2 separate regions of the Mus musculus genome follow, and region 2 is linked to region 1. Evidence: chromatin contacts called from public HiChIP or PLAC-seq data. All regions are on one chromosome and are shown on one strand. The core of a region is the stretch at or near the end of the contact, and the rest is flanking DNA. Distances in the headings are between cores, read along the strand shown.

The links. HiChIP or PLAC-seq counts read pairs in DNA pulled down with a chosen protein or histone mark.
Region 2: an H3K27ac HiChIP or PLAC-seq map of embryonic stem cells shows a contact between it and region 1, with 6 read pairs. The contact joins two enhancer-like sites. A contact is called at or near these places in 1 of 115 datasets of contacts at active chromatin or transcription factors (embryonic stem cells) and 1 of 9 other capture datasets (liver).

The regions. Positions count from the first base shown.
Region 1 is chr1:171,085,834-171,091,575 of GRCm38.p6, reverse strand. No RefSeq gene overlaps it. Among named protein-coding and RNA genes, the nearest start is that of n-TGgcc14, 6.8 kb to the right of the region's middle. Within about 2 kb of position 3,210, at least 16 of the 459 cell types and tissues checked have an H3K27ac peak or open chromatin away from gene starts, as enhancers often do. A contact at or near this core is called in embryonic stem cells, where this site is marked.
Region 2 is chr1:171,475,864-171,481,605 of GRCm38.p6, reverse strand. No RefSeq gene overlaps it. Among named protein-coding and RNA genes, the nearest start is that of Alyref2, 25 kb to the left of the region's middle. Within about 2 kb of position 3,440, at least 158 of the 459 cell types and tissues checked have an H3K27ac peak or open chromatin away from gene starts, as enhancers often do. A contact at or near this core is called in embryonic stem cells, where this site is marked.

The DNA.
Region 1 (5,742 bases), core at 1,961-4,460:
CACTTAAAGCATTCCACTGCTTTACAAATCCAAAGTCCCCAAATCCACATTCCTCCAAACAAAAACAAGGTCAGGCCTATCACAGCACTACCCTAGTCCTTGGTTCCAACGTCTACCTTATTTAGGGTTTCCATTGCTGTGAAGAGACACCATGACCACGGCAACTCTTATAAAGGACAACATTTAATTGGGACTGGCTTACAGGTTCTGAGGTTCAGTTCATTATCACCATGGCAAGAAGCATGGCAGTGTCTAGGCAGCCCTGGCACTGGAGGAGCTGAGAGTTCTACATCTTGTTCCAAAGGCAAACAGGAGAAGACTAAGCATCCAGGCAGCTAGGAAGGTCTTAAAGCCCACCCTCACAGTGACACAGTTCCTCCAACAAGGCGATATCTACTCCAAGAAGGTCATACCTCCTAATAGGACCTGTCCCTGGGCCAAGCATGTTCAAACCACCACAGACTTTAAAGTCTGAAACACACACACACACCTGTTCTAGAGAATTTGATGATATAAAGGGTTTAAACAATTGAGGTGTGACAGGCACAGAGAAGCAAAAATATACAACCTGGCTCCTCCTTGGACCTGAGCCAGATTGAGCAACATAAGCCAGTCCTGTCAACACTGTTGGGCTACGAGGTGAATAGCAACTCATAATAGATAGCAGTGGCTCAGGACCAAAGGGATGGATAGCTCAAGGAAATGCCTGGATTTATGGGACTAGGTGGAGCAACGTTTCCCATACAAGTGATCATACCCAACATTGCAATTTTAAATATTTTTATTTTTAATTATGTATTTGTATCTGTGCATGTGAGTACAGGTGACAACAAAGGCCAGAGGCAGTGGACCCTCTGAAGTGGGAGTTATACATAGATGCTGTGGATATCATTCGGGTCCTCTGGATTAGCAGTGTGTGCTTCTAACTGCTGAGCTATCTCACCAGATCCTAACAGTGATATTTTATTTTGGGGGTGGGTATTTTTGGGACAGACTTGGTCTGTGTAGCTTTGGCCATCTGGCCTGGAACTCACTTTGTAGACCAGGTTGGCCTTGAATTCAGAGATGTTCATGTCTCTGCTTCCAGAGCATTGGGATAAACAGCATGAGCCACCATTGCCCAGACTATTTTTGTTTTGTTTTGTTTTTGATGAAAGGCTTGATCAAAGTGATGAGGCCTTTTTGTACTGTATTGGCACTACTTATAATTTCTCTTTAAACATTAACTTAGCTATCTAAGACATATTGACACTCATTTGAAACAGATAACTGTGGGCCTCCAGAAAAGCTGCCTGCCCTCTGTAGACAGATTTTGTTACACAATTAGATCCCTTAAGGATCTTACAGATTGGGGAAAACAGTAAAGACAAGTTTAAGAGTTTAAACAAATGTTGTGAATAGCAGATGCTGTTTGTATTTTGATGCTAATTCCACTCTCCTGGGAGGGGTTGTAGACAAGGAGTGAGTCACATACTCAGGTGACTTCTTGTGAACCAATCCTCTTAAAATGAAAGAGTCAATCACTGGGCAAGTAGGAAGGACTTCCAGATTGGACAGAGGAAGAGAGGAAGCAGGAGAGAGTTAAGTCTTTTTGGATAGGGATAGCTTAGGACAAGATGTAATTACTAGTGTCTCCTGGCTTCAGTGGCGGATCTGTAGGATTCACCACCAGAGGATTTAGATTTAATATGGTTTACAAAGTTAGGATTTTAGTTGTTGCGCACAGCAATTGAGTTACTGCTGTTTCTGAACTAAGTGTGTGTTGCATCTTCCTTCACACAGTGGCTTGTCTGGGTTCAAGAGAGAAAGGTACAGCGGCGAAGCATGGTGGGTTTGCTTGATGTGCACCACAAAAGTTTTAAAGCATGGGGCTGGAGTGATAGCGACCGGCCAGTGGGAACCTAGCAAGCTGAGTGGAGAAGTTTTGGGAGCTTCAGGCCAGAGAGTCTCCACGAGATGAAAACAGATCGTCCATTGCCCGCCAGTGCATGGCCATCCAGGCCACCGGGGCACCAAGTTGCTAACACAAGTGCAGGAACAAGCTGGTTCATTCTTTTTAATATTTCTTGCAACAAACAAAGGCAGTCTGAACAGAGGACAGTAACCTGAGCCCATAAGGTTGTAAAATGAAACTTCTCCATCATCTTCTGATTGGTTAAAATAAAAAGCCTATGGCCTATAGCAGAAAAACAAAAACAAAACAAACAAAAAAACAAACCACCACCACCAACAACAACAACAAAAAACCAGAGTAACAAGGTGGGACTTCCAGAGACAGAGGACAACTCTGGAAAGGAGTCAGGCACGGGAGATTGGCCACCCAGACTGGGAGGAAGCTGGACATATGAAACTGATGATAGACAACTAACCAGCCTCGTGACAAAACTTAGATTAGTGTAAATGGGATAATTAGGTTATGAGCCAGAGGGCAACAAGCCTAGCATAAGGCCTAGGCATTCTTAAATAAATATAGATTCCATGCCATTATTTGGGAACTGGGGCAGAAACAGAAGTGCCCACACTTACAAAACCAGGGACTATATTTGGTGACAACTAAAAGAAGTCCATAGAGGAAAAAAAAATCTTGTGTTATTGTAGATGCAACATTTGTCAGTTAAAAAGCCCATGGCTTTAGCAGGAAACAGAAGGTGGATGATCCAGGAGGCAAAAAGAATTCTGGGATAGAGCTGTTGTGTCTGGCCAGTAGATCACAACCTGAGTTCTAGCCTGGAAAGGTATTTTGGAAACCTGGAAGAGAAGAGGGGCTGGGCTGCGCGAGATAAGGAAGGAACCAAGACAAAGGTCTCTCTCTGCTCAAGGTTCAATTTTTACTATTTTGGCACTCCGTTATGAAGGAAGGGGGAGGGGCCCAATTCCCGCCAAATAATCTCGGAATCCAGTAGCAGGGTGACCACGTGTGTAGCTCCAAACAGCAAAGCGGTAGGTTCCAGCAGTGGGCGTGGCAGAACGATTGAGCGGGAAGCTCCACCCCTGAGCAAGCAGGTTTCAGGCTGGGGGAGGGGAGACTACATAGAGCCAGGCACTGAGAGATTTGCCAGGGAAAATGTGAGGAGATGGCTGAAGAGAGAAAATCAAGAAGATCAAACAAAGAAACAAAGAAACAAACAATGTCTTTGCTGTACCCTCCATTTTGGGGCAGCTCTGAAACTGCCTGAGACAAGAAATGTCCCCAGCCAGGACTTCAGCTTGCATGTCTAATAAAGCCTGTAGGCTATGGAATTCTCATAACTTACTGCATACCATCCTTTCATATGGCATGAATGGAGATTCATAGTACAGTTTGTTTATATGATCAAACTATCTTCTGAAGAAAGGCAGTTGTCTTTTACCTGCACTAAGATCAGGAAATCATCCTTAATTGATCTGCTCACCTGTGCATTCCAACCAATCTCTTTATAGAACTGTGTGTTGCTGGTAAGGTTTGTATACTACAGAATGGAGGGCCAGGAGGCAGCCTTGATAGGATTCACTCTGGAGATGCTCAGATGCTGAGCCCTGCTGTTCCAGCTCCCTGCTTGATCCTGCCTCAACGGCATCATAGCTGTTTCCTCTAAAGACCGACTTCTGGGATAACTTCAGAACAGCTAGCTTGCTTGATCCAACCTTTCAGACTGTTCTGTTCCAGTTACGACTTTAATTATACTCCAAGCTTTCTCAACATATAGAGACTAAATAACACATGCTACAGCTGGCTTTCTTAAGACTAACCACGTTTCTAATTTTCTTGGGCCCCACAAAAGGAATTCTTCACCCCAATTAAGCAGGAAGCAATTATCAGAAGACTGTTGTCCCAGTCCCTTAAGTTGGGGGTAGATAGTTTTGGTCATTTTGTGAGTTATATGTTGTCATTTTAGAGGATGGTTACAAATAATTATGGTCTTGGACAAGGAGGAGGCAAAATAGGGAGGTTATATTCATGGGTTTCTTTTTCCTTTCGTTTTCTCTTTTCCCTTCTTTCTTTTTTTAAGGATTTATTTATTTATTTATTTATTTATTTATTTATTTATTTATTTATTATATTCAAGTACACTGTAGCTATCCTCAGATACACCAGAAGAGGGTGTCAGATTTCATTATGGATGGTTGTGAACCACCATGTGCTTGCTGGGATTTGATCTCAGGACCTTTAGAAGAGCAGTCAGTGCTCTTAACCAAAGAGCCAACACTCCAGCCCCTCTTCCCTTCTTTCTTAGTTAGGTAAGAAATAGGGGGATACAGAAATATAAGAAACTAAACAAATAGGGTAGATTATTGAATCTACGCTTAAACCAAAAGAGATTTTATAGCCATAATCTTACATTGATAGAGATCTTTGTATTTTGATGCAAAAATAAGGTTATATTTTATTGTATTGGTAGGTAATTTTGAATATTGATACAAAGTATCACTATAAGCTTAATTTGTTTAGAATTTAAGAAGATATTTTAGGTCTAAGAAGATGTTTTTAGGATGGTAATGCAAATACAATAGAAATTAGGTTAAACCAGGAGTGGTGGCGCATGCCTTTAATCCTACCACTCCGGAGGTAGAGGTAGGCGGATTTCTGAGTTCGAGGCCAGCCTGCTCTACAGAGTGAGTTACAGGACAGCCAGAGTTATACAGAGAAACCCTGTCTCAAAAAACAAAACAAAAAAACACAAAAAGGCTTCTTTTCTTTCAAATATAAATTGAATATAATTATAACAATTATGAAAACTATAAGGTATGATATACATGTACAATGTCCAGGCCATAGTATTTGGCAACTTTAGAAAGTTGCCTCTGCCTCCCGAGTGCTGGGATTAAAGGTGTGTGCCACCACCACGCCCAGCAAAAGGAAGCCTTTTATTGGACTAAATGGGGGAATTGTAGAGTGAATATCTGGAGTATCATGGATGCATCACCTGTCAATTAAAAAGCCTATGGCCTATGGCTTTGGCAGGAACTGAAATGTAAAAGATCAATGAGGCAGAAGAATCCTGGGATAGAGCCAGGCACGGAAAGATTCACACAGGAAGATCTGAGGAAACAGGCACAGGGTACCTGAGCACAGGTAGCCAGCCATGCAGTCAAATGTACGTTAAAATAAACGGGATATTTTAAATTAGGATATAGTCACAAAAGAGCACGTGCAGGCACACACACACACACAGGGACACGCATTAATCTTTTAATATACCCACATATATGAACATATAACCATATATGATATGTATAGGTATATATCTATATGTATCTATCAATACACACACATACAGACACATACACGCACACACACACAACTCTGTGTATTATGTATATTTGGGGTTTTAGTTTTTTTTTTTTTTTTTTTTGAAGGGGGGAATATGTATAGGAGATATCGGAGAATGGAATACGGTGCTGGTGGTGGTCTTGGTGGTGGTGGTGGTGGTGGCACGGAGAGAGGGACGGTTGCAGGGTCGGAAGGGGTTCCAGTGGGCAGTTGTTATTGCGGGGCAGATGTCCGCTGCAGAGGAACAAGCTCATGGTGTGGTTCCCGCGCCCCGACTTCACAGGGACCGCCATTGTGCGCGAGACGAGCCACGATTTCCCAGGCAAGCCCCCAGAGCGGGTTGGGCGAGCAGAGGATAATCGGGGAGTTGTAAAGCCACTGTTTCTCGGGATCCTGGTGTCCTGGCCACAGTGGTGGATGCGAGTCGGAAAAAAAACCTTTGCACAGCGGATGCGTGCCCTGCCCGGTTGCCTCCGTCCTGACCCTGCCAG
Region 2 (5,742 bases), core at 2,191-4,690, 390 kb before region 1:
GGATGCAAACGGCAAAAGGCTTTATTGGGAACACGGGTACCCGGGCGACTCAGTCTATCGGATGACTGGCGCGCCGAGTGTGGAGTTTTTACCCTTTTTATAGGGCTTGGGCTGGGGGGCAAAAAGCGCGGTTACAGAAGCGAGAAGCGAGCTGATTGGTTAGTTTAAATAAGGCTTGGGGTTTTTCTCGGTCTTTTGGGGAACTTGAAACTGAGGTGGGACTTTCCAGAAACTGTTGCTAGTTTCGCTTTATCTGAGTACCATCTGTTTTTGGCCCTGAGCCGGGGCCCAGGTGCTCGACCACAGATATCCTGTTTGGCCCCTGTCCTAGTTTTGTTCAGCCTTATTTTTTAACTAAACTTTCTTGTGGCTTTTGAGAACTCAGCTCTGGTACTTTTTCATGCCTTGCAAAATGGCGTTACTGCAGCTAGCTTGCTAAGCCTTATGGTGGGGTCTTTCATCACCACTGCCTGGCCTTCTCCATGAACATCATAGTTGACCTCAACTTCCTAGGGCTTTTTCCTGTCATATTATATAATATATATGTGTGTGTGTGTGTGATTTATTTATGTGTATGGGTGTTTTGCATTCATGCATATATGTGAACCATGGAGGCCAGAGGACATCAGATCCCTTGGAGCTACAGTAACAGGTTACAGATAGTTGTGAGCTGCTATAGAGATGCTGGAAATCGAACCCTGGTCCTTGGGAAGAGCAGCCAGTGCTCATGACCACTGAGCCATGTCTCTAGCCCCCTGGCCAGCTATTAGATCAACTTATTTTCCCCGAGCTTCTTCAGTGTGTCCAGGTGGGGGAATCTATTACTGGGACTCATTACACTGCTGCTGGATGCACCCAGAGAACCTGGAAGAAAGAGTGGACTTAGACCTAAGTTCTCAAGAAGCCTGTATTCTGGTGCTGGAGAGATGGCTCTTCAGTTAAGAGCACTGACTGCTCTTCCAAAGGTCCTGAGTTCAATCCCCAGCAACCACATGGTGGCTCACAACCATCTACAATGGGATCTGATGCCCTCTTCTGGTGTTTCTGAAGAGAGCAACGGTGAACATAAAATAAATAATTCATAAATACATAAAATAAATAATTAGTTATTCTGGGAGATGTGGCTCTCCACTCTTTCCAAAAACTCTTGAGACCTGTGCTGATTACTATACCCACATAACCTCGTATAGAATGGCAGCAGAGAGTTTTCTGGTCTTTGATTATCAAGTTTCAATAACCAGAGAGAAACTTTTTTAAAAAGAAGAGAAAACAAATATATAGTTTATCTCTATTGTCCAAACTAAAACAACTCATCTTTCTGCACCCTTCTACCGAGTGCTGGGGTCCCCAGCAGGCACCACCGTACCTAGCTGTTATTCTCCTTTTATTTAATAATCATATACCCCCCAAATCATAAATATTTTAATGTTTCTACGTGTTCTCCATAATTATTGTTCAATAACTGGATAAGTCTCCATCGGTCTCCACATTCTGGTTTAACAATCTGCGTATTGTGCAGAGCTTGGTTTCCTTCCAGCTCGTTACTTTACGGATCACGCTACAATGAATGCCTTTCACGTGGATCTACATACGTCCCTTGCTTTGTTTAATTGTCTCCTTGGGGCTTGTTCCCACGAGAGACATCACTGCATTTCAGGGTGTGAACAATTTTATGGCCACTGACACAAGCTGTTCTAATGGGTCCCAAATAGGTTGTGACTACTTACTAGCCCGCTCACAGGCAGAGTCCCCCCAGAACTTAACACCTTCAACACCAGCAGAGTCCCCTCCAAAACTTAACACCTTCAAGATAAAGGTACACTATTCCCCGGTTTTTTGTTTGAGTTGGGATGGGTGAAGTTTAGCGATGTAGTTCTGGGGACTTTTCATTGTTGTTTTGTTGAATATTAACACCGGAAAAAGTGGACTCTCAGTTTAAATGCCATTTAATTGTGATTCTTTGCCTTCTTTCTGCATTTACTACGGATAAGTAGGACTCAGGTTCACAGGGTGATTCCGAAAGCTAAACTACCACGGATCCCTAAACTGCTGCAGGCCAGCACAACCTAGCAAGATTTTTGTCTTGTTTTGTTTTGTTTTTTTCAAGTCAGAGTTTCTTTCTTTGTGTAGTCTTGGCTGTCCAGGCTGGTCTCAAAGTCTCAGAGACCCTCCTGCCCCTGCCTTCTGAGTGCTGGGATTAAAGGTGTATAATCTTTATGCATCACCCTGTATAATAATTTTAAAACTACCATATTGTTATAAAGAACAGTAGGAACACACAGACACACATATGCAGATCATTAAAATCCATTAAACACTTTTAAATTTTATATATCTGAATGTTTTGCCTACAAGTATGGACATGGACCTTGTACATGTAGTGCCTGCAGAGGCCAGAAGAGGGCATCAGATCCCCTGGAACTGCAGTAACAACAGATGGAGAATACTCCAAAGAACAGCAAGTGCTCTTAATCACTGAGCGAGCCATCTCTAACTAAGTGGTTTAAATTGCAGACATTTAGGAGCTGGCTAGGTGGCTGAGTGAGTGGGTAAAGCTCAGAAAATTTGACTACCTTAGGTCAAGCCCCAGAGCCTAAGTAAAGGTCGTGGATCCTCTAATACCTTGTAAGAATTCCCCCGAGTGTTTGAACACTTGTGAGTGCATGCACGCAGACACTTTTTTTGTTTGTTTGTTTGTTTTGTTTTGTTTTTTTGTTTTTCGAACCAGGGTTTCTCTGTATAGCCCTGACTGCCCTGGAACTCACGCTGTAGACCAGGCTGGCCTCGAACTCAGAAATCCACCTGCCTCTGCCTCCGGATTAAAGAGATTAAAGGCGTGCGCCACCACGCCCAGCTACTTTTTTTTTTTTTAAAGACAGTTCAAGGCTAACCTCTACAACAGACCAAGTTCAAGGCCTGAGCCAGAGAAAATCTTTCCTCAAAACAAAATAAACCCAACACTCCAGAGGCAGAGATCCCCGTGAGTTCAAAGCCAGGCAGAGCTACATAGTGAACCCTGTATGGGAAGAAGAAAAAAAAAAAGGAGAGAGCACAAGATATTAAGCGGGGAGGGGAGGAGAGGGATCCTCTCTACAGCAGCTTCCTTAAGCACATTCCATAACGTCAACATCAAGTTTAAAAAGGTATGCCTGTGTGCGCATGCGTGTCCACGATCACCGCCCACCTTTGTGGCGTCCGCTCTCTCCTGCCTGCTTCTGGGTTCTGAGGATCAGTCTCGGGTGCTCATGACCCATTGAGCCATCTCAAAGGCCCTAAGTAAGGCTTCGCACAATCCCTTCTCTCTGTTTTCTCTCCTCGTCCACAGATAATTAGCCAACAGCCCTGCCTAGCAGGCAGGGCTGCCTCCACCCTCCCGTGCCCCGCCCCACCCTGCAACGCACAGGGCGCTGCCTTGCCTGAATTGAGTAAACTTCCCTTCCGGTTCAGACCTCTCTCTCCTCTGTACCTCAGAACCGGTCTGTCCGGGTTCTACTCTCAGGTGGTAGAATGAAGATCTCAGAAATGCTGGTGGAACTGGCCGAGACTGGGTGCACCGTGTGACTGGAAGAATAACAGTAACGCCCTTACACACGTACACACACACACAGAAACGCACCTGTACACATGCACACACATATGCACACGGGCAAGCACACACACACTCACGCAGTACCCCAGCACACACCACTTCCAGGGTTTCCCAGCTCAGGCCCAAGACTCCCTCTTTGCTATTTCACCTGAGCTAACAGGTAGAACCAGGACACATGATAAACATACATTAGAATCTAAAAGTAAAACAAAACAAACAAGCAAACAAACAAACAAAAACACGAAACTCTCAAGCGCCCATATGCTATGTCCAAATCAATGGGGTGCTTGGCTGGACCCTAAACTTTTTGCTTTCATTAATTGCCCATTGGGCCACTGTAGAGACAAACTAGAGGAGGCCTCAGAAAGCACTGTGAGAAGTAAGGCCCTCAAATTTGCGTTCAGAAAAATCACATCTGGATGCTTCCTCTGGGACAGAATGCTGCTGCTGCTGCTGCTGCTGCTGCTGCTGCTGCTGCTGCTGCTGCTGCTGCTGCCCCTGCATCTCTCCCAGGTCCCAAAGACACATTCCCCCAAGGAGAGGAGTGGTCAAAAACTGTGGTAGAAAAGAATTTGTGTTTTAGCTCAAGGTCTACATCCTTTGCTCGAGGCTGCTAGGCAGGAAGAGAGGAATGAAGAATTGTTAATACCCATCTGCTTCCGGGGTAGGGACTGGGTCAGATCGTACATCTGTCAGCTTCCTCTCCTGCAAAAGGCCAAGAGCCAGACCGACACTACCCTTTCTGAGGCCGACAGCAAGCAAATGCCTCCCCCACCCTGTCTGTGACCATCAGCGAGACATATGAATACTGATGGGTGACATCTTTGGACACAAATAGCATGGTTAATGCCAGTAACTCCTTTTACAAGTGACTTGGTCGTTCTTCGGTCACACCCTTTGATGGAGAGCTCTTCTAGTACAAAGGAAGCTATAGGCACCCAGAAGAATCCTGTTTCACGAGCTAGCACCACAGCCCCAAACCAGAAAGTATCACACAGCTCCGATTCCACCACTTAGAAGGAGGAAGGCAGGAGGATCAGGAGTTGAAGACCCTCCTAAGCTATATAGCAATTTAAAATCTAGTCTAGCCGGGCGTGGTGGCGCACGCCTTTAATCCCAGCACTTTGGAGGCAGAGGCAGGTGGATTTCTGAGTTCAAGGCCAGCCTGGTCTACAGAGTGAGTTCCAGGACAGCCAGGACTACACAGAGAAACCCTGTCTCGAAAAACCAAAAAACAAAAAACAAAAAACAAAAAACCTAGTCTAAGCTAAATAAGATAATGTTTAGGGAGCAGGAAAGAGAGAGAAGAAGAGAAAGAGGGAGGGAGGAGAGAAAGGGGGGGGGGCTGTTTTACAACCTTAAGAAGAACAACCTTGAAGCTAGAAAAGGATTAGTCTCAGCTTTGTGGTTTTTAATCCCTAACCATTAAACCATCCTGTCTCCCCAGCTCCCACCATTCACACACTTACACAGGAGAATCTCGTGTTATTAAAAACTTCAGTACTATTTACTAGCACTGTGGAACTGCCTGTCTGGGGCTTTCTAAAGGACAGAAACTAGAGTGAGGTATGAGATGGTCAATCCATTTGGCCCACCAGGTGGCCCAGTGTGCCCCCCCCCCAGTTCTATTCACATAGTCCCCCATGTCCTTTATGCTGTGGCTCTCATGTAGGAGGTAACACAAGCCAGAGCTCTCTCCCTGCATCTTCCTTCGGCCTCCAGCAAGAACATCTGGAAGCCGCTTTGGGGTCCCTGCCCTAACTGACCAGTTTTTATCTCCTGATCTCATCAAAGGCCTGAGGATCACTGTGGCAAAAAAGGAAAAACAAACCTAGACCAGGTATAAGTGCTTATAATCCCAGCACTTGGGAGGCCGAGGCAGGTGGATCTCCGTGAGTTCAAGGCTATCATGGTCTACAGAGTGAATTCCGGGACAGACAAGGCTTCATGAAAAAACCCTGTCTCAAAAAAAAAAAAATCTAAAAATGTCTTCTTTTCCATTTAAATTGTTCAAATGGGATCTGGGACAAACCAGGACCTGAAAGAGATTTAAGGATAGCAGACATAACATGCAACTATATAAAGCCCAAGACCTATATAGACTGGTTTTTTTTTGTTGTTGTTGTTGTTTTTTAAATTCCAGAATGGTTTCT